Linked DNA regions of Cricetulus griseus: region 1 is linked to region 2. The links are chromatin contacts, called in public Hi-C maps. All regions are on one chromosome and are shown on one strand. The core of a region is the stretch at or near the end of the contact, and the rest is flanking DNA. Distances in the headings are between cores, read along the strand shown.

Region 1 (6,800 bases), core at 769-3,268, 370 kb before region 2:
AACTCAATGTTTAGGTGGCTTCACTGGTAAATTCTACCAGATAAGAATAAAATATAAAATTGTATAGAAGCTCTAATACAAACGTAGACAGGAAGAAATATTTCTCAATTCAGTCTGTGACGAAAGAATCGATTACTGAGAATACTACTACACAAAAGAAACTAAAGAAAAGAGTAATAGACCATCTTTCCTTAGGAACATCTACATGAAACTCAAACAGAATGTCAGTAAAGTTACTGCAAGAATGCATTACAAACAGCCAAAGAGCATTTATCCCTGGGTTTAAGATGGTTTCAACATTCAAAATGCATGCACTATAATTCTTCACATTTAGAAATTGCCATGGGACCACCACAATGAACTGAGAAAATTTCTGTTCCCAGAAAAATATATTGATGTCTGTTCGTAGTCAGTCTCTTTTGAGATGTCAGTCCTTTGGTAGGGGGTCTCATATAGTCCATGTGGCTTAGAACTTGCTGTATAGCCAAGGACCTTGGCCCTCCTGCCTCTGACTTCCACATGCTGGGGTTACAGAAGTGTGCTACCACACCAAGTTTATGCTCTGCTAGGTTTGGAACCTTGGACATGTTAGGCAAGCACTCTGCCAACTGAGCTACATCCCCAGCCCTGATGTCATATATATGAATGCTCACATATAAATACACAATTTTTTGAATTTGGTTTCTTGCGCTTATCGTTCACATTGAAGATTTGTATATGTTGTCTAAACTAATGTTGGATTCATTTTACTGTGAAATAGCATCTGTGCATTGACTATCTTCTTGAAGAAGATGTGGGGTTGTTTATACTTTGGGGGTGACTATTGATAAAGTTTCTATAAACACTGGAATGCATGTACCTTAATCGTACAGTTCAATGCATCTTAATATTGACCTACCCTTGACCTCCAGCCTAATCAATCTTGCATTTTCAGAGTCTTCTCTCTTAATGAATCCTTGGATACCCAGAACCCTAGCCTTTCCATCCTGTTCTAGAGATACATTTAAAAGAAACCTTGTAGCATATCAGGAATTAGTGTTCCTTTTGTTCCTCGGGGAATTAGAAAGCAATTACGCTTTCAAGAAGAAAAATGACATAATCTAGTTTATATTTATTATTAATATTTTTGTTTAATGTGTGAAAAATGATGTAGCACTTAATGTTCCTTTTTACTCTCGTTTTCTGGACAGGATGAAGGGGAATTTCTAGATTTCTAAGCAGGCTCCCTCCTGTTGGCAAAACCGGATTGTCACCGCGCGGCAATGGGACCTGCACACGCAGTTCCCAGATGTCCACAGCAGATGGCTCCAGAGCCCAGCGCCTGACTTGACGGAGTTGCTCAGGTTTTGCATCTTGAGACGTCCAGACCACAGGTTTAGTGGCTTGAGAATCACCGAAGCGCGACGTCCCTGGCTGCTCCAGCTGGCCAGCATCGAGAATCCTCCCGGAGTGTCACATTCCACTTCGGCTGCCGCCTGAGCTGGTTCCGGCTGTGTTGTCGGCTCCAATTCTCAGCAAAGGTGACTTTATCCTGGAGAAGCCGAAGTTCCAGGGGACACTAGAGTGTCCCACAACAGTCTCCTCCTTGGTGACATTAGACGAAGCCCATTTGGGTGGGTCCCCGGTCGCCACCGCACTTAAAGGCTGCTCAGTCAAGAAAGGTGGCTCCAGGAATTCGGAGAGAGGGGAAGAAGAAGGCGCGTCTATGGGGCTTTAGAAAAATTTAATGGGCAGGACTGAGAGAGAGTACAGGTTGGGTGTCTCGGAACAGAAAGAGCTGCGAGGCTGATCAAGTGCGGCAAGCTGGCTTGTTTGGATGGAGAGTTGCCTAGGCAAGCTGAGTACTTGAGAGCCTCTCCTGCCCCCTCTCCAGCGTGCTTTCCAGCGATGAGGTCACAGCCCCTCGGAACCCTCCTCCTCCCTCTCGCTCCCCGGTCTCCTCCAGCGTCAGGCGCTGGGCACAGAGAATGAGGCGACAGCGCGCAACCATGAAGTAGCCTAGGAGGTCCCTTGGAAAATGAGGCCAGGGTACCTGCTGCAGCTTGCGCTCCTGCTCGCCCTGCCCGGGAGCCTGTGGGGCAGAGGATGTGCGTCTCCACCCTGCGAATGCCACGAGGAGGACGACTTCAGAGTCACCTGCAAGGAACTCCACCGCATCCCCAGCCTACCACCCAGCACCCAGACTCTGTAAGTAGCCAAGGCCAAGGCCCCTAGATAGAAACTTATGGTGTGTGATGAGGTGTGCCGGTGACTGGTCAGTCCCTGGACAAAATCAGTCGCACATACTTAGGAAGGTCGTCTGTGCTGCTGACACAGGGAAAAGAACCCTTAACAAAACTTTGGAACAAGATGACATTGAGGGTTGTATTTTCTGAAGAGCTACTAATGTATTTTGCCAACTCCTAGTGCCCGCTGAATTTTCGTTTCAGTTAAGGTGATAGTAAGACGTAAAGCAACTTATGAACTAACGTTAAAAAATTATCCTAGATAATAAAATTCCTCCTCTCCAGCAATTTCCCTTTTAGTCTCCCTAGGTGAGAAATTACCTTAGCCATTTGACTTATCAAATAATAGTTAAAAACTTAATCAGAGATGGGCAGAGTGAGCCTCGCCATTAACCCCAGCAGTCAGGAGGCAGTGGCAGGTGGATCTCTGTGAGTTCTGGGCCAACCTGGTCTACAGGGCAATAAAAAGAGATCCCCATCTAAAAAAAAAAAAAAAAAAAAAAAACTTAATCAGGAGCCTATTTATAAATGTACCTGTGGACATGTCAGAGTAAAGAAGGGTTCCAGAGGAAATCAGAGGGCAATAAGAGAAGGGAGTGGGGGAGAAGGGTATTTCATGTATATATGAAATTAGAAAAGAGTAAATTAGCCAGCCGTTGGTGGTGCACCTTTAATCTCAGCACTCAGGAGTTAGAGGCAGGCAGATCTCAGTGAGTTCAAGGCCAGCCTGGTCTCCAGAGCGAGTGCCAGGATAGGCTCCAAAGCTACACAGAGAAACCCTGTCTCAAAAAAACAAAAACAAAAAAAGAGTAAAATTAAAATTATTTTAAAATAATAAAAAGTACAGTGTACCCTCATCCAATATGTATAGATCCTAACTGTGAGCTGCCCAACCTGTACCACTACTTAGCATATCCAGAATTTCCTTTTAATATACATGAGGAAAGAGAAGAGATTTCATAAAGCACATTTTCACCTTCGTTATAAATGTTAGGTTCTTAACCGACATTTAAATCAGTGATCCCTAAAACAGATTGGCTAAAAATACCACAGAAAGAACACTAAGACAAAAGGGCTGCTTACCCCCAGAGGATGTGGAGATAAACGAAAAGCAATCCTACCTCAAGATTTTCTCAAGAACGTATCTTCTAGATGCAGTCATCAGATGACTGCTTCCCAGGTACATGTTTCTGTAGTCTGTTTAGTCCGCTAGTTGAAACTCATCCACCTACCCTTGTGTCTTATTTCCCATGGAAGTTACTGCAATAACCTCTGAGTAGCACTTCATTCTCCACACTGTCTGCACAAAATAAAACACATAGTGATGAAAACCCTACCAATAGTACCGAGAGTCTCTAAAATGGGACTCTTGTACAAACTTCAAAATCCAAAAGGACAAGCTCACTGCCCTTAGGTCATCTGTTTGTATGCTCATCCAAGAAGGCTGAATACCTGCAACGCAGGGACCCTGTCATGCCAGCCCACAAAAAGAAAAAGAAAAAAAACTTAAGTAAATGAAAAAATGAACGCATACTCTTGTCTCAGGGTGTCAGAAGCCCAGACATCCCTTCTTCACAGAGTTACCAGGAGAGGGGAGAGACAAGCGACAAGAGACAAGTGAGTGCAAAGGACCTCCCCATCACCCACAAAATGTTGGGGAAGGGAAATGCTGAAAGTGAGATCATTTATTCAACAGGACTCAGTTTTCCTTCTATTCAAAGAGGCTTCTGATGCTATGTCAGGAATGAAGAAAATCACTGATTCACAGGGAGTGATTGCACAGAAACAGGTGGATCTGACCTTGAGAGCAGTGGAGGCCGGGTGCTAGCTCCTGAAGAGTGAAGTTACTCTGAGATGGGGAAGATACGGCTGATTTTGTTTTAAGTGTGGGTGGATGGCACGGTATGCTTGCTCAATGGCCTGAGGGATGTTCTCTCACAGGATTTACACTGCTACAGTGTATGCCTGCTTTAAACTTTGCTAATGCTTTTTGTTAGCATGTACTGATTATACTGAATAATGGAATTCATATGACATGTTTATTATATATATACAGTATTTGATCATATTCAGCCCCTTTACCCTCTCTTGTCCCCTGATCTCCGTTTTCTTCTGAACTAGTCTCCTACCTTTGTGTGTGTGTGTGTGGTGTGTGTGTGTGTGTGTGTGTGTGTCTGTCCCAACAAATTTAACTAGTATTGCCTACAAAACATGAATGAGGAGGACTGTGGACACCTTGCTATGATAATAAAACCCCTAAAGAAAATGTCTCTCCCTTCCCAAGAAACCATTAACCTCCTATCAATCCTCAGGTAGGGGTGGGGGCCTCGTGAGCCCCTACCAACTTCATGGCAGGATGCTGACAGACTCAAGTCACGTGCAGGTAATCATAGCTTTTATTAGTTCACGAGTGCTGCTGCAGCCATATCACTCACCGACAGTGTTCTGCAATACTACACCATCCTCTTTTTTAGCATTGTTAAGAACCTCTGGCTTGTAATGCAAGGCCTTGTGCTCTTGCAGAGCTGTTTGCCTCACTTTGCAACTCCCATCAGGATGCTACACAAGGATGGGTTGGCTGTTTTACATACCACTAAGGTGCTGAGGATGTGTGCTATGGTGGTGAGAGTGAAGAAGATCTCTTCTTTCTCCGCTGCCCACACACCTGCACTGTGGTCTTACCGATGGGAAGGAAACTGTTATAGTATGGTTCTGGGTCTTCTCCTTACATCCTTCTCCACAGGGCAAAAAGGCACCCTCATTATAGCAGAAGTTATGACAAGGTAAGGGGGGCTGTTATTCTTGCTCCCCATTTGTATCAGTCAACCACCTTTTGATACGCAAAAAAAAAAAAAAAGGAGCAGAAAGTTTAATCCTCTTGCTTGAGAATCACATGAAGAAACTTAGATAAAGTATGCAATTCAAGATGTGGGCACATAGGGCCAGTGAGATGGCTCGAAGGGTAAAAGAGCTTGCCCCACTCACTGCACAGCAACCTGAGTTTGATCCCTGGAAAGAGAGAACTGACTCTCCCAAAGTCGTCCTCTGACCACCACATGAGCACCACAGCACAGCCCCCAGTAAATAAACGAGCGAATATGTACCTCTCTGGAGGATTTTGAAAAAAGTGGAAAGCAAAGCAACAACAGATTTTTAGCACATAATTATGCATAATAATAACTCCAAACCAAACATAGCAAGCTGGGCCATCACTCTCCTCTATTCAAAAGGTGGACCTGTGTTGCCTCTCTGCAGAAGAAAAGTGCTGACTCGCCTTGTCCTTTAACACCAGTAGCATGGTAGAGAAAGATATACTCTCCCCCATCAGTTTCATGATGGCAGTGATGACCACCTGTACCCCCTGGCACTTCCCACATTGTCTTGGGTCTTGGGTCTTGGGCTTCAGTCAGTTCGGTAAAGGGTTTGTCCACCTCTGGGGAGTGTGTTCAGAAATGCTGTTGAGACTTTAAGGTTTTAACTGTTTGCATGCTGCAGCTAAGGGTTTAGTTAGTGACTATCTCAGTGTTTTCTAAACCAAATGGTCTCTTGTTCCACCTTCAGGATTTGGGCCACAGCTTCCATCTGTGCTGTTTACCACTCAGTATGCTTAAGTAGGCTCATTTAGTCAACTAAAATAGATTTACTTAGGAAAGCTCATGGCACTGCTAGATAGGGAAAGTCAGACTTGCTGCATAATAGGTGATGACCAGAAAATGAGACAGAACAAATTAAAAATTATTAGTACACCAAAAAGATGGTGGGGTGGACCATTGTCTACAAATGACCCCCAAACAGGGCTGTTCCTCTAACTATTGAGGGCACTAGCATTTTCCTTTTGGATACTGAGTGACATGGATTTCCACCTTTTTTTCCCCCCTCTGGTTTGCTCAGTCTGCTTTCCTTTTTTTATTTTTATATTTTTTAAATTTTTTATATATTTGAATTACAAACAAGATTGAATTACATGACAATCCCAGTTCCCTTCTCCCTCCTTTCCTCCCCTACAACCCCCCAAACTAAAATCCTATCATATGTCCTTTCTTCTAATCTACACCTGACTCAACCTTTCTGCTTCCTCATGACGTCTGCATCCTTCCTTTTCTTCCCTTCTCCTCCCCCCTCTTCCCATGTTCTCAATTTGAATTCCCACACTTTTCACTACTTGTCATCGTGTGACATTTCGTAAAAGCAGTCCAAGATTCTTTGAATATCACTCTCCTACAACTATTGACTTCACAAGTGCGCCTGAACTCTTCCGATACGGTACTCCTGAGAAGGATCAGGGGTTAAGAGCACTAGCTGCTCTTCCAAAGGACCCATGTTCAATTCCCAGCCCCCACCGTGTGGCTCATAATTGCTTGATATAGTATTCCTCGAAGAAAGGAAAAAATAGACACCCAAGAATGGAGGCACCTCAAAAGTGGGACATTCCTTTGTCAACTCTGGTCTTTCTCTTTGTTGTTTACAAACAACAACAGAAACTAACACTTTTGTACCTCCACCACCCTGCACAAGTATTGATTACATTGTGCCATGCAATTTCCAGAAGTAATGTCCCTGAACCTGTGTGTTAAT
Region 2 (6,948 bases), core at 1,253-3,752:
AGAACTGTATGAGATCCATGTTGACACCTGCACATTATTGCCTGAGATGACAGATTCATCCTTCATGTACCTGCCCCTTTTCTTAGCTGCTTTCCCAGAAGGGATATTATTTCCGTCTTTCTTGGGAAACTAGAGAGTTCAGGGAAGTCTAATCAGCTAAAGCTGGTGGGCACCACACAAAGTGTTAAAAAGTCCATTGGCACGTCCACACTGTTTCCTGAGAGTGGACTCGTGATGTCGACCAGCCTTTGGGTGTTCTTTCTACTGCAAAGTCCATCTGCTAATTCAAACATGAAACAAATCAATTTGCATGTTGGGCATTGTGCCAAGCTCTGGACTCCTGATGGTGAGTAAGACAGACTGGGGCCTGTCTTGGGATTTACAAGCTGGGAAGGCAAGACAGGCAAATGCTGTAATCAATGATAAGAAGGGCTATCAAAGAAACACACCGGGGTGCATAACAGATGGGCCTGGCTTCATGTGGATGCAGCAGAGTCTGAGCAGAGACTGGAGGAGGAGAGTGAGCCTGGCCAGAGGGCAGAGAGGTACCATGGAGCCTTAGAAAAGGAGAGGCTAGCAGAAGGAAGGTAGCCAGAGCTGGCACTGAGTGCATGTGCGCATGTGTACACACACACACACACACACACACACACACACACACACACACACACACACACATTCATTACTTCCACTAATCTTTTTCAGTAGCTCAGATAGCTCAGGATTGATGGAGTGATCCAAAATCTATAGACAAACTGGGCAGGTGACAGTTATATCAGAAATGCCTGAAGTCTGGTACCCGGGAAACAGCTTGGGTGTGAGAAGTTGCTTAAGGCCACCACTGAGGAGGTCCTCAGGATGGGATGCTGTTTGATGCATGGTATTTATTACCTTTGTAGTTCCACCTTGAAGAGCACAAGTCACTGGTAGAGAAGTTATCTCGAAGCCAAACATTGCTTATTTCCATGCTAATTTATGAAGTCTAAGTATGTGGCTGCCGCCGCCACTGCTGGAATGTTTGAAACTATTTTTTCTCCCCATGTAGAGAGACGCTGCCCTGCCCCCATATGTTTTGGTCAGGCTAGCCTAGGAGCCAAGCACATGAGTGTTGGTGGTACCTTGGTTATTCTGGTCACAGGTAGATGTCAGTCAAAGGGGAATGGATTTAGATTCTGGTCACAAGGTTCCTTCAGCCATTTAAGCTGTTTCACCTAGCCCTAGACTTGGTGGAGCAACGATGGTCAATGCTCACACACTCCAGATGTTTGTCCTGATTAAAGTCACAGTGTGACACCAGATGCCTGTAAACACTACTTTAGTGGCACATGCTAAAAATAGAAGAGCATGACAGTGCGGGACAGGTTGACACAGAAGGGGACAGAGGCTGCATTTTTTGTTAGTCCCCACGGGACCATCCACATCTCCATCGTAGATCTCACCATGTTGCCTAGCACAGTGGTTTAAGACGTGGGTTTCAGAGCCAGGAATGTCTTGCATTTGCATTTGAGTGTTATGAATAGCAATAGCTGAGCAATCTCAAGTTGCTCAGATTTTTGTACGTTGGCTTCTTCAGCTGTTAGGGGAACCCTGGGGACGGGACTGGCATCATGGAGTTTTTACAACTCGGTTCAGTTAATGCAGGCAAAGCACCATTACTTCTTCGTGTTTCCTCAATGGTGAAGATGTCTCTTGAAGGACAAGGGCTGCTTTCAATTTATTCTTTCACACTTCACTTCAAATCTATTTCAGTGCCTTGAACACAATAAAGACTGTTGAATGAAGGACACACATGAAAGCTTACAAACCTTAAGACTGACTTGCTTTAGTGTAAGAGGAAACTGTATTATTGGGGTTAATCGTTTTAGGACAATGATGTGTCATTTCCACCATGATGTCACCTCTGGCATTTTAGATCTTCACAGCTGGGTAGGACCTCAACAGCAACTCCCATCACCCCCAATTCAATCAGTCACACGATGTCTGTGACATCCATGTGGAGTGGCTAGCCCAAGACCCTCTAGTCACTCACCCACAAACTCTTCCTCCTTCCCGTGGCCTCTTTCCCTGTCTTTGCATTGGAGGGCCATTTGGTGTGAATAAGGCTGATCCCTAACCTCTTGCATTAGCCCTTTCAAGAGGGCTTGTGGAAGAAGTAGATGGGGCTGCAAATGCAGCCATGAAGGTTGTGTCTGACCCCTCCCTTACCCATCTGCCTCACTGATCTAGAATGGAGAATGAAAAGACCATTTAATAAAGTTACCAGGCTAGAGGGAGGAAATCGTTTTTTTTCTGCAGCTAATACTTTACCTCAGTATTTTAAGGCATACATGTCCTGACCATAACTTAACTGTGTTGTATCTGGTGACACAAGTATACAGAATGTCAGTCTTGTTATAATGGTTTCATTATTTTTAGGTCGCAATGATGGAATAGATACCAACTAAACAAAGGGAGGGCCTCTCTGAATGAATGGAGGCAGCTGTCTCCAGCTGCTCTGTGGACAGTTCTACTTATTTCAGTTCACGTCAGGAAAGGGTTCTAGGGAAACAGTGGTGCTATTTTCAACCCTCTGTAGGAAGCACATTTGCATGTATTGTGTAAGTTGTTACCAAACAACACTGTTCAAACAGTAAGCGAAAGAAAATGGCATGCATGCAGGATGCCAGAGCAACTGTTTTCAGAGATGAAGCACAGCAGAGTCCGCCCCCCCCCCAATGGCTTGGGCATATACAAAGAAGCAGGATTAGCCTGGATACATTTCATTTAGAACAAAAATGTCCAATGCAAACGTGTTCTTCACATCCTTTTTTTTTTTTTTTTTTTTTTTTTTTTTTTTTTTTTTTGGTTAGGAAAAGCATAGAATGGGTAAGGCCCCGGGAGGAGAGTGGGGAAACCCAGATGGGTAAGATCTGAAACCCACAGCTGCATTTGCACAGCTCAAAAATAAGTCTGCTTTCAAGAATGGTTTCTATGCACACGGAAATCGAGAATCATGTAAAACAGTGACATCTTCATTTTCTAAGTTCAGAGTCCTTCCTTGGGCTACGTGGCTTTCCCAGTACTTCTAAGACTTAGAAGAAAGCCTTCTCCGTGCTGAGAGGCTGGTTCTGTTGGGAGGCAGAGAGAAAGCAAAAGGAACGTGGGTTGAGCCATGATGACTACTTCCATGAGCAACGTGGATGTTCAAAGGGAGGGTAACTGACTGACTACATGCTCCTCAATTCACGTAAGAAAGTGATGCATGATTTTCTTTATCTTTTTGTTTAAAATAAAACTTAATACATATGTTAGCATCAACACCAGGCTATTTTAAATCTCTCTTTCTTTCTTTCTTTCTTTCTTTCTTTCTTTCTTTCTTTCTTTCTTTCTTTCTTTCCTGTCTCTCTCCCTTCCTTCCTTGCTTCCTTTCTTTGTTTGTCTCTCTTATTTTGAGACAGGGTCTCTCTGTGTAACAGCTCTGCCTGTCCTGGAACTTGCTATGTAGACCAGACTGGCCTAGAACTCACAGAGCTCTGCCTGCCTCTGTTTCCCAAGTACTGGGATTAAAGGTGTGTGGTTTTGTCCAAAATGTAACAGTAACAAAATATTAGTTTGGTAGAATTTTCAAGACCCACTTTTACTCATGTTTAACCTGCCTACTTTCTAAGTTGTAGCAGAGGTGGTAGAGGAACACACCCTCCTCAACTACCAGTTTTTTTTTTTAATACACATATGCCTCAAAAATAGAAAGCAATTGTTTCCTTTTGCATTCTTTCATAGTTTCTACTTTTTAAAATTGTACATAGTTCATGCACTGCTAAGAAAAAGGATACAGTGGGCAAGGCCATGGCAGAAGAATCTGGGAAATGCAGATGGGCAAACTCTCAATTCCATAGTTTAGCATCAGCAAATTTCCAAGGAAGTACAGCCAATGTAAGTTAGTACCCTCCTACCCTCCAAGAGTTAAAGGGGAGAAGCTGTGATAGCCAACAAAGACCGAGGGCTTTGCTGTACCCCCCTGATGGAAATGGTATTAGTGGTATGCAGCTACCACCCTAATTCCAGGCTGAGCTGGCAGCTGCAGAGGTTGTCACTCTGATGTCTCTATCTCTACTTTCACTTTGGCCAAGGCCATCTTAGGTGCTGTGTTTCTTGGAGTAACAACTGAGATCTGACTTGTGACACTCTGTATTATCCTGACTTCTTGTCCAAGGATCTGATACCGAGCTGGGCCATTTAGCTCTCATCACCTTTGAGTTGCCTGCCAGGGTGTGGAGGGACAAACCTATAGCTTTCTTCCAGTTTGCTTGCTTTTTCCCCTGAGGATGGAACCCAGGGCCTCTCACACTTTATTGGTGTTAGGATTCAGGCATTGTGCTGGCCTGCCCTGTCACCTGGCAGAATGCACTCAGGCAGTACCCTGGCCAGCCCAGTTTCCTATGGCTGCTACATCACTCGGTAGTCTGCACGAAGGTGCAAAGATTTCTTTAAGAGGCAAACTCCGTGCACCTCCCCTCTTCCCACTGTCTCTCTGAGGTGGAGAGAGATCTGTCTGTCCATTTCTTCTCTCTCCCCCACTCCCTTCCCTTCCCAATAAAACTTCCTTCTCATATAAGTTCTGCATGATGGTGTGTTTGTTGTGTCACCACCCCCACCTTCTAGCCGTATTCCTAGCAGAAAGCCCCTCTCATTGCCATACCCTCAACCCTTGCTAGGGCTGTGTGTACAAAGCTTACTCTCAGCTAATGCTGTTTCCCATTTCCCTTTATTTAGATCTTATTTTAAATGGGCTTTATTGTGCTGTACTTGTGTCTCTACAACAGGCCCTCTTTAAACCCCGGGATAAGCATGCACAGACATATATATGTTGGCAAGTTATACTATAATCAGTCTAGATAGAGGTGAGTCCTGCTTACTATATACATCTCAGGCAGAATAAGGCCAGAACCCAGAGATTCCACAAATAAGTTATCACTTCCTGACAATTTCATGTCCTCCCCAGCACAATGTTCAATTCAGGGGACTCTGATGGACAGATGTTAAAAATGAAAGACAGATTCAAAATTCCCCGGATGAATGCATTCTAGAATGCTGTTTCTGAATTTCAAGGAAGGTTCACTAAAATGTTGACTCTTCCGGGCTAAAAGCAGAAGTCTGGATGGGAAGGCCTTTGGGCATGACACACTGCCACAGACAGATAACCAGAGGAGGGATCTTTATTTCACAAGTTTCAAGATACAGTACAAAACGAATCTGTACATCTCTCTATTAACAGGGTTTGTTTACACAATTATAATACACTTCACCAGCCTTTACACTGCATTCCATTAAATACAAAAGAAATTTACAAAAGTCTACTATGGTGTTCCTTCACAATGCCAGCTTCTGTTCTTTAAGAACTCCCCCTCGACGAGTAGAGTGGTCACACTTTGATCATGTCAACATTGTTTTGTAAATAAAAGAGAAATAGTGTCAGATTGTTCCTCAATAAATAGTAAAGACTGCACATCTGGGTGGCTCCCTACAAGGAAATAAAGGTCCCTTCTTATGCACACAGTCAGCTTTCTAAATGTGTAAACAGTCTCTCTAAGATACAGATCATTGGTATACCTGGTTATTTCCAATTCTCTTGAAATCCCTAGTGAGTAGAGACACTTGGCTTCTTCCCAAAGAACACGACCCATCTAAAAACCAGACACTACAGCATCCAGGAACATTCTTCCCTCATATCTGAGCAATAACTGAAGAAAAAAAAATTTTTTTTTTGCATAAGATAGTTTTCTTTTGCTCTGGTTATTTCTTGTATACCTCTGACCATAATATTGTCTAACACACTTTAGAGTCACTGCCAAATACCAGTGGTTTCTGGAGTAAATACGAGCTTGCTCTTCTTGGCGGGGAGTGGGCCGCCAGAAGCATCTTGTTCTGAAATGTACATGTGAAGTGTTAGTGCAAACCCCTGGAAAGGAAGGTTTCTAAGACAGAATCAGACACTGGTGCAAATGCCACACACATGAAGAATTGAGGTCCGCATTTGGAGGCACACTTGCCTGCTCCCAAGCACTAAGGAGCAAAGAAGGGAGAGAAAAAAAACCAACCAACCAGTCAAACAAAAACAAAATTCTATGTGTAGAATACCCAGCCATCAACCAGCTTGTTATCAGATCCTTGAAGGAGGCCTGTAGCGTTTCTCCATGGTAGAGACAAGACAGGTGAGTGGTAAAATGGTGAGAAATGAATCTTACATTCAGAAGAATAACAAACCTTCAAGGATATCAAGACTTAGGACTTGTATTTTTACATTAATCTGGTTTAGGTGTTAATGGTTTTTTTGAGAAGAAAATAGCCTTTGATTTACCTTTTTCTGTGCTTTCGGTTAGTAACCAAGAAAACCCAGAGACCAGAAACAAAAACTTCAAACTAAAAGAAAGCCTTCACCTTTGCAAAATACCACCAAAGTAAAACTCGTGGTCTCAAGACTCTGAAATAGCTGGCTACCCAATGAGGCAGGGACACAGGTGAACAGGGGCTGAACAGAGGACAAGACAGACCACAATAGGCAGCAGGAGGGATGGGCTACAGAGAGAGGGAACAAAGAAGCCACACTCTATCTGTAAATCTAAATCCTGATGCTAAAACTCCTGAAGCCTGGAGTTGGCGTAATGTCACTGACATTAACTAGCTTTATTGCCACTTTATTTCAAATGGATGCCATTAGTAAGTACTGTGCATTATTTTTGAAGAGAAACACCAAACCCAATTCCTATTTGCTTATGTACCATGTCCCACGAGCAGGAAGAGACCGGGAGCAAAGCATTTTGAGACCATCTTTGAAAGAAGCCATTAAGAACTGAAATTATTTTAAACGTACTACCCAGATTTCTGGGTACAAATGACCCAGGCTGGAGAGAAGGTGGAACAAGCCAAGGGAAGGCCATCTGCAGTATTAACAATAAACAGACAGCAAGG

The links. Hi-C and Micro-C count contacts between places; a contact is called where the count stands out from the background.
Region 1: a Hi-C map of fibroblasts shows a contact between it and region 2, with 11 times the contacts expected there. The contact joins the promoter of Tshr here to the enhancer-like site in region 2. A contact is called at or near these places in 5 of 8 Hi-C or Micro-C datasets (the CHK-Q cell line, the CHL-YN cell line, the CHO-K1 cell line and 2 more).

Annotation. Positions count from the first base shown.
Region 1 is chr5:113,480,176-113,486,975 of CriGri-PICRH-1.0, reverse strand. It overlaps Tshr (thyrotropin receptor), which reads left to right and starts at 2,018. Exons shown (of 10, transcript XM_035445922.1): 1 at 2,018-2,187. The coding sequence starts at 2,018.
Region 2 is chr5:113,108,510-113,115,457 of CriGri-PICRH-1.0, reverse strand. It overlaps Sel1l (protein sel-1 homolog 1), which reads right to left. Exons shown (of 20, transcript XM_027418649.2): 20 at 5,178-6,948. Among named protein-coding and RNA genes, the nearest start is that of Ston2, 24 kb to the left of the region's middle. Within about 2 kb of position 2,502, at least 1 of the 6 cell types and tissues checked has open chromatin away from gene starts, as enhancers often do.